2 separate regions of the Mus musculus genome follow, and region 2 is linked to region 1. A link is a contact called in public HiChIP or PLAC-seq data. All regions are on one chromosome and are shown on one strand. Each heading gives the region's core, a stretch centred on a gene start, on an enhancer-like site or on the middle of the called end of the contact. The rest is flanking DNA. Distances are from core to core; before and after follow the strand shown. Region 1 holds the start of Ccdc138 (coiled-coil domain containing 138). Region 2 overlaps Ccdc138 (coiled-coil domain containing 138).

Evidence for each region. HiChIP or PLAC-seq counts read pairs in DNA pulled down with a chosen protein or histone mark.
Region 2: an H3K27ac HiChIP or PLAC-seq map of embryonic stem cells shows a contact between it and region 1, with 38 read pairs. The contact joins the enhancer-like site here to the promoter of Ccdc138 in region 1. A contact is called at or near these places in 1 of 39 promoter capture datasets (macrophages), 1 of 15 datasets of contacts at CTCF or cohesin (the NIH/3T3 cell line), 10 of 484 Hi-C or Micro-C datasets (8-cell embryo, embryonic stem cells and haploid embryonic stem cells), 5 of 115 datasets of contacts at active chromatin or transcription factors (embryonic stem cells and epiblast stem cells) and 2 of 9 other capture datasets (adipose tissue and liver).

The regions. Positions count from the first base shown.
Region 1 is chr10:58,496,525-58,500,077 of GRCm38.p6, forward strand. It overlaps Ccdc138 (coiled-coil domain containing 138), which reads left to right and starts at 1,413. Exons shown (of 16, transcript NM_001162956.1): 1 at 1,413-1,538; 2 at 2,645-2,689; 3 at 2,838-2,895. The coding sequence starts at 1,446.
Region 2 is chr10:58,529,230-58,533,098 of GRCm38.p6, forward strand. The region is part of intron 10 of Ccdc138 (coiled-coil domain containing 138); the gene reads left to right. Among named protein-coding and RNA genes, the nearest start is that of Ccdc138, 33 kb to the left of the region's middle. Within about 2 kb of position 2,447, at least 14 of the 459 cell types and tissues checked have an H3K27ac peak or open chromatin away from gene starts, as enhancers often do. A contact at or near this core is called in 8-cell embryo and embryonic stem cells, where this site is marked.

The sequences.
Region 1 (3,553 bases), core at 163-2,662:
ACACAGTTTAGGTGGTAGGTTTTTTTTTGTTTGTTTGTTTTAAATATTTATTATATGTAAATACACTGTAGCTGTCTTCAGACACTCCAGAAGAGGGCATCAGATTTCGTTACAGATGGTTGTGAGCCACCATGTGGTTGCTGGGATTTGAAGTCAGGACCTTAGGAAGAGCAGTCTTAACCTTGCTGAGCCATCTCACCAGCCCCTAGGTGGTAGTTTTTAGCAAAAAGTATTTTAAAAAAAGATTACTTTACATATAGGAGTACACTGTAGCTGTCTTCATATAAACCAGAAAGAGGGCATCAGATCCCATTACAGATGGTTGTGAGCCACTATGTGGTTACTGGGAATTGAACTGGGGACCTCTGGAAGAGCAGTCAGTGCTCTTAACCACTGAGCCATCTCTCCAGCTGGCAAAAAAGTATTCTTTAGGCAATGTTTTTATAGTGAGTTTTTTGTCTATTGCTAAAGTATCAACTTCTGTAAGTTAAAAAGTTATCCAGAGAATTTAGGGGCTGCTACAACACATGTCTACTATTTCTCAGTGTTAGTGTATCTCAAAGAAAAACTGAACAGGTAGGAGCTTGTGTGATAAGTTGAACACACCAAGTACTATGTGCTGTTGCATAGCTGGGAAAGAGGTTTCTGTGTTTTAAACGAACATTTTTTCATTTTATGAGGCAGATCACCCGGTAGTTGAGGCAGTTAATTGCCCCAACTGCTTATGACCCTGTAGCCCAGGCTGGCCTCCAGCCTCCACCTTCCCTGCCTATATTCGATTATTTTTGTACCACCTATGGAAACTGGCAAAGGAGTATAATCAGCAGTTAATGCGCTTAGCGCTCAGACATGTCCTGATTTTTCTGTGATTGTAAATCACTTTTGATGAAGAGACCCTGTTTAGTCTAATTTTATGTAGTGCACAGTAAAATTTACCCTGTAGTCCCTGTGGTCTCCAGCCTTGGGGAGCATTCTGGCTCTCTGCTGTGGAGAAGTTATTCGCCTTCCTGCTGGCCGAGCCAGCGCTCTCAAGGGAATCTTTCTTCTCTTCTCCCCCTCCCCCTCTCCCTCTCCCTCCTTTTTTTTTCCTTTTGGTTTTTCGAGACAGGGTTTTTCTGTGTAGCCCTGGCTGTCCTGGAACTCACTCTGTAGACCAGGCTGGCCTCGAACTCAGAAATCCGCCTGCCTCTGCCTCCCAAGTGCTGGGATTAAAGGCGTGGGCTACCACTGCCCGGCAGAACTCACCTTTTTCATGCTTCACATTTATGGCGGGTAAAAGACTTGGAACTGAGAAACTCTAAGGGGCAACCGAGAACTGGGTTGTAGTGTATCCTCCTACCGGCTTCCGGCGTCCTCGGGGGGCGGAGCCAGGCGTCGTGACGTACTGCCCGCCCTGACGTGACTGTGAACCCGGTTTCCCGGGCGACCGCAGTCAGAGACTCACCATGGAGCGCAGGGTGGTCAAGCCACCGGGACAGGATATGGTAGTGGAGCGTCTCAAAAGCCGCTACGGCCTGGCGGGAAGGTGCCCCGTGGAGGTGAGATGGGTGGAAGCCGCGGTGGGCTCTGCTGGGCGGCCGCGGGAGGTCGCTAGCCCTGCCTTCCTCGGGGAGGCTCACTAGAGAGTTCCCGCCCTCGGGGAAACCGCCTCGACGGACGGGGCGTGGCTTTGGTCCTGGTAACCAATGCTGGCGGTGACCAAAGTGCAGCAGGCACGGAAGACACTGTAGTTCCTTCTGGAAAGCATCTTACTCCGAAGTAATTGCAAACTTACAGAAAAGTTGTGGCGATGTGCATTCTTGTAGTCCTCCCTTGAGAGCGCCATTCACCAGGAGAGTCTTGCCATTTTTGAGGCGGGGCCCCCACTGAGGTCTTTGCTAATATCTTGTGAGAGGTCGGCCAGATCACATCTTCGATGAATCCTGGAAGAACAGAAGCGGGAGACCAATTACATACCTCAGTTTGCACGACCAGATTCGGTTTTTTTTTTTAAATCCTCACCCTCTGATAACAGAGTTAGGTGTTTACAGTTCAGCTGAGAAGCCTGCTTGACAGCCCAGCATGGTCAAGGTTATATAAAGCATAACAATGTTGTCTTCAAAAAAATCATCTGAGGTATGGGAACATCATTTACCCTGACTTCTCCAGAAGGTGAGCAAGGTCGCAGGCATTCCTCTGTTCCTTCCCACATTTGCTGGCTTTCCAAAACCCCTTCTTGAGAAATAGCAATATTTCCCAATGTTCCGGTGACCATGACACAAATTCATTCTATCCTCACATAACCTTAATTGAGACTCCAACACATACTCCTCTAGCTTGCTTTTCCTGTGAAGCACATTCTCTTTTAAAGCCTTATTGATATTTTCCAAGAAATTTAGTATTGTGATAATAAACAGGATAGTGTATAGTTTGTACACAGATTACCACAATGATAAAGCATACCCTGGTGCAGATACTACCTGGGGTCCGAACATTACATTTGATTGTGTGTGGTTGCCTTTAATCTACAACAGATGTCCACACCTAGTTTCTTGTAACATTAGTGCTTGCACAAGGTGGAAGACGTGTGTATTAGAATGTCTCTCAGTTTGAGTTTGTCTAACGGATAGCTTCTGATTTGATTCTGGTTTTGTATTCTTGGCAGGAAAACGACATGACTGGTGTGTGGGCTGCTCTGATGAATCAACAGGTACATGCTGTTTGTCTAATTAGTGATGCTGATCTTGGGTTGAGTGGTGCCCCTAGGTTTGTCCATGCTAACCTTTGTAATTATGGAAAAGTATTTTAAGAGAATAGGTCTTAGTGTTTAACTTAAGTGTATCTTTCTCCTCACCTAGCATGAACTTTCAGATTTTGACCAGACTAAATATAAAAGAAGAATTGTGACCTCCCCAGGTAAGCCAAAAGAAAATTTTGTATATTTGAGTATTTTAACAAATTTAACTTGAGAGAGATTTATAGAAATGTTTAGACCTAGGCTTATTGTTACTCATTTTTCATTAAAAAAAATATTCAGTCTGATAATCACCTAATTGTGAATTTAGAGTTGAATGTGTGAGATGTCTTCTAAAACTAAATTTATCGAGGGATTTTGGTGTGTGTGTGAGATGTAATTTATAATATGCGTGCCTTTTACTTTTCTTTTGTGGTACTGGGAGTCGAATCTAGACTATTAATCAGTTCTGAGGAAGTTGATCAGTGCTTAGCAAGTGCTCAGTCACTAAACCATGTCCCCAGCTGGTATGTTTGCTTTTGAAAAATGTTAAAAAAAATTGTACAGAATATACTGCACGGAAAATACTAGTAAGTTTTATTTAGGCAAGAAAGAATGTACCAGCCGGGCAGTGGTGGCGCACATCTTTAATCCCAGCACTTGGGAGACAGAGGCAGGCGGATTTCAGAGTTTGTGGCCAGCCTGGTCTACAGAGCAAGTTCCAGGACAGCCAGTGCTACACAGAGAAACCCTGTCTTGAAAAAACAAAACAAAACAAAACAAAAAAAGAATATACCAGAATGAAAAATAAAGGGAAAATTTATCAAGTTGGCTTGTAAT
Region 2 (3,869 bases), core at 1,197-3,696, 34 kb after region 1:
ACACATGCACACATGCACATACACATTTTTTTTTCTTTCCAACCAGAAACAAAACAGCGTTCAGCACTGCCTTAGTGGCAGTGACAAGTCACAGGTTCTTTAAAGTTACTTGTTAATAAAGTTATTTTCTTGGCAAAATCACACACTGACTGTGTTAGCTTTTATCAACTTACTTGATTTACACAACAGATTTATTTTAGTTCATGATTTGAGTGATTTCAGTAGCCTGTTAGGTTTCTTTGTTAGCTTTACATAAGTTAGAGTCATCTGGGAAAAGGAAGTCTTACTAGGGGGATTTCCCAGATTACGTGTAGGCAAGACTGTGGTGGGTTTGTTTTTTTGTTTTTTGTTTTTGTTTTATTGCTGATTGATGTCTTCTCTGTTGTGGGGTGCCACCCTTGGACAGGTGGTCTTGGTGGTATAAGAAAGCAAGCTGAACAAGCCATTAGAAGCAAGCCAATAAGCAAAAAAACCATGGTTTCTGTTTCAGTTCCCATGTTCCTGCCTTAAGTTCCATCCTTGGGTTCATTTTATGATGAACTATGATCAGGTTGTGTAAGCCAAATTTACCCTTTCCTCCCCAAGCTGCTTGGCCTTAGTGTTCATCACAGCAATAGAAAGCAAACCAGGATAGGGCCTACAGTGAGGCCAGACTTCCTGACAGAAGGATATGTAATAAAGCAGACCTGCGCACCTCATAGCCAGGAAACAGAGTTGGAGGAAGAGCAGGTCCCCAGTGTCATTCCTCCACTTCCTACTTCCTGAGCCCTACTTCCTAGTTTCCACTTCTTCCAACCATGATTAGCTCACCGGTAATCATCATTGACTAAGTCGTTGTTAATCCATCACTGACAGAGTCAGAGCTCTCATGATCTGGATACTTTACCCCTCCAAGCCCTGCCTCTCAACACTGCAGTTTTGGGAGGACATTTGCTACTCAGATCATAATACTACCCCTGACTGGGCTCGAGGTATAAATCACATATAACAACAAACTATAGTTTTCTCATGTAAAGTATGGTGAGTTTTGGTGAATGCTTTTCCTCATACCATGATTAAACAACTGTAGCACTAGAATGTTCCTCTCTGTCCTTGCTTATTCATTTCTGCCAGTTGGAAGCATTGACTTGAATTCTTTTTGTTTGTTTGTTTATTTTATTTATTTACATTTCAAATGTTATCCCCTTTTCCAGTTTCCCCTCTAAAAACCCCCTATCCCATCCCCTTCCCCTGCTTCTATGAGGGTGCTCCTCCACCCACCCACCCACCCACTTCCACCTCACTGCCCTAGCATTCCCCTACACTGGGGCATCCATCCTCCACAGGACCAAGGGGCTCCCTTTCCATTGATGCCAGATAAGACCATCTTCTGCTACATAAGCAGCTTGAGCCATGGTCCCTCCATGTGTACTCTTTGGTTGGTGGTTTAGTCCATGGAAACTTTGGGGCATCTGGTTGGTTGATATTGTTGTTCTTCCTAAGGGGTTGAAAACCCCTTTAGCTCCTTCAGTCCTTCCTCTAACTCCTCCATTGATGTCCCCGTGCTCAGTCCGATGGTTGGCTGTTGGGGCCAGCCTGCAGCTCTCATGTCCAGGTTCGAGCCTGGGAGGCAGCCTGGAGCTGAAAGAAAAGGAATCTAGGTGGAAGAGAGAGAGAAATGGAACCAAGACAGTATTCTGATCAAGGTTCAAATTTTTAATGGCAGACATGCTTTATAAAGGAGAGGGGAGGCCCATTCCTGCCAAGTTGGAGGTGACCATGTGTAGGATCAGATGTAGACTCCCGCCCAGCTGCAGGTGACTACGTATAGGATCAGATGTAGACTCTGGAACAGCTAGGCCAACTCCCAGCAGGTAGCAGCAGCGGCAGTGGCAGAACAGTAGAGTGATCCAGGGAGGCAGGCTCCACCCTAGGTGATCTCCTTAGTGGTAAGCAAAGTCAAGGGCTGGCTCAGCCTGCTTCAGGCTTGTGGGGGGAGGTTACATCTCCTCACTGTTATTAATATAAAAAAGAAAGGCTGGACTGAGGCATAAAATTTATTTATGCTCTATAGTTCTATCTGATTTCTTTGGGCCTAGTGAAGAAACCTGTCTCAGTGGGGTTCCCTAACTTTTCTCATGGTAACCCTTGTTTGGTTAAGACTGTCCTAGAAAACACCTAGCAGACCAGCCCTGAGCTGCAGGCTCTATCTTTTGTAATACTTAATTAGATACTGAATAGGTAACTTCCTTACTGAATTCCTACTGAATTCCAAGTTGTTTTTCTAGGACATTGGAACAATGGCAAAGGCTTAACTCTATCAGAATCCAATCTTAAAAGGAATTTATAATAAGATAATACTAAAAGAGCGCACGTGGATCCAAACACCAGACTAACGCGGGGATAGGGTTAGAATGTACGGGTTAATGAGAACACCAAAGCTCCAGGAGGTGAGTTTTCGTGAAACTCTGCCTCATGAGTGCTTCTAGGCCTCTTGGCCTGCCAAGCAAACTTCACTGCTTGTGCAATGGGAGTGTGCATAGCATTCCCCCATTCTTATATTTCTGCCGAAGTTCTGGAATGTCCTGTCTTGTCGTAGCTATAGATCTTAGAAGTGCTCTAAAGGTGAGTGGAACACAATGATTTACTAATAAAATAATGCCAATAATAATAGTAAGTAGGATAATATATTGAGCCCAATCCAGGGGATTCAATGCACTTAGGTTACTATTAAATCTCTGGCCAATTCATCAATGTTCCAAGTGTCCAAGTGACTATTGCTAATATCTGAAATTTCTGCCTTTTTAGCCTTAATATATGCTATGTCCCTGCCCTATTGTTAGGACTACTACTTCTAAGATATTAACCTTTGCCTCCAGTTCTTACATGGCTCTGTGGTGAATTATTAATAAACCATGGCCTCTTGGCATGTACTTCTGTCTAGATTGATATGATTTTGAGATTTGGATGTTCGTCTAGACTGTCCGGCCCTCATAGCAAACATTAATTCTAAAACAGACTAAAAGCCACAATTTGTACTGGAATGCTACTTGAGTGAAGATTAGTAACTGCTACCTGCTTGGAGGTGGGGAATGCACACCTGTTGCAGTCAGGCTGAAGGGCATTTAACTGACCTGCTTGAAAAACAAAGTCAGTGAAAGGCAACAGTACAAAAGCATCTTTTGGGGAAGTCCAGGTACTCTATTCAATTGCAAATTAGCAACAACCAAGCTTAGACTTAGAGCTCCTGGTGTGGGAGGAGGTGACCTTGAGAATCACTGAAAGGCTGCAATCTTTCTGGGAGAGGAGGCTGTGCTCCAATTTAACTTTGTTAAGTAATTAAGAATATTTAGCTAACTTCCCTGGGATTCTCTAATACTGGAATTATTACTAGGCCAGTCCAAGATTGAGTTAGAATAACTGGTCACAATGAGGGAAAGAGAAGGATCACCATAACTCTTTTTATATGAGCAATCTTTCTAAGTCAGATTACAGTCTCTGATGTTCTTTTAAGCAAGGCAGCTTCACTTGTCCAAACTGGAAAAATGGCAAGCAAGGATGGGTCGAAAACATGTACCCAAATCAGCTTTCTAGTCACTAAAGTCAGGGCACTTACCTGTCAGCCCGTCACATGAATTAACCATCATGCTTCTGCAGCGTTCTGTGGAGAGAACCTATACTTTTCCCTTTCCTAATAAGGTAGCTGTTCAGGATCAAGCCATATGCCAATAAGTAGATCCTTTTAAGATACTATAAGGCATTTATTAAATTCTTTGACATCCAAATTTCAAAATTCTAAAATAAAAGTATGATTTAAATGTGCATGGGAATGCACTAAATAATATGCATGGGGATATAATTTCCCCCTTCTTTGTCTTTAAAGAATCTAG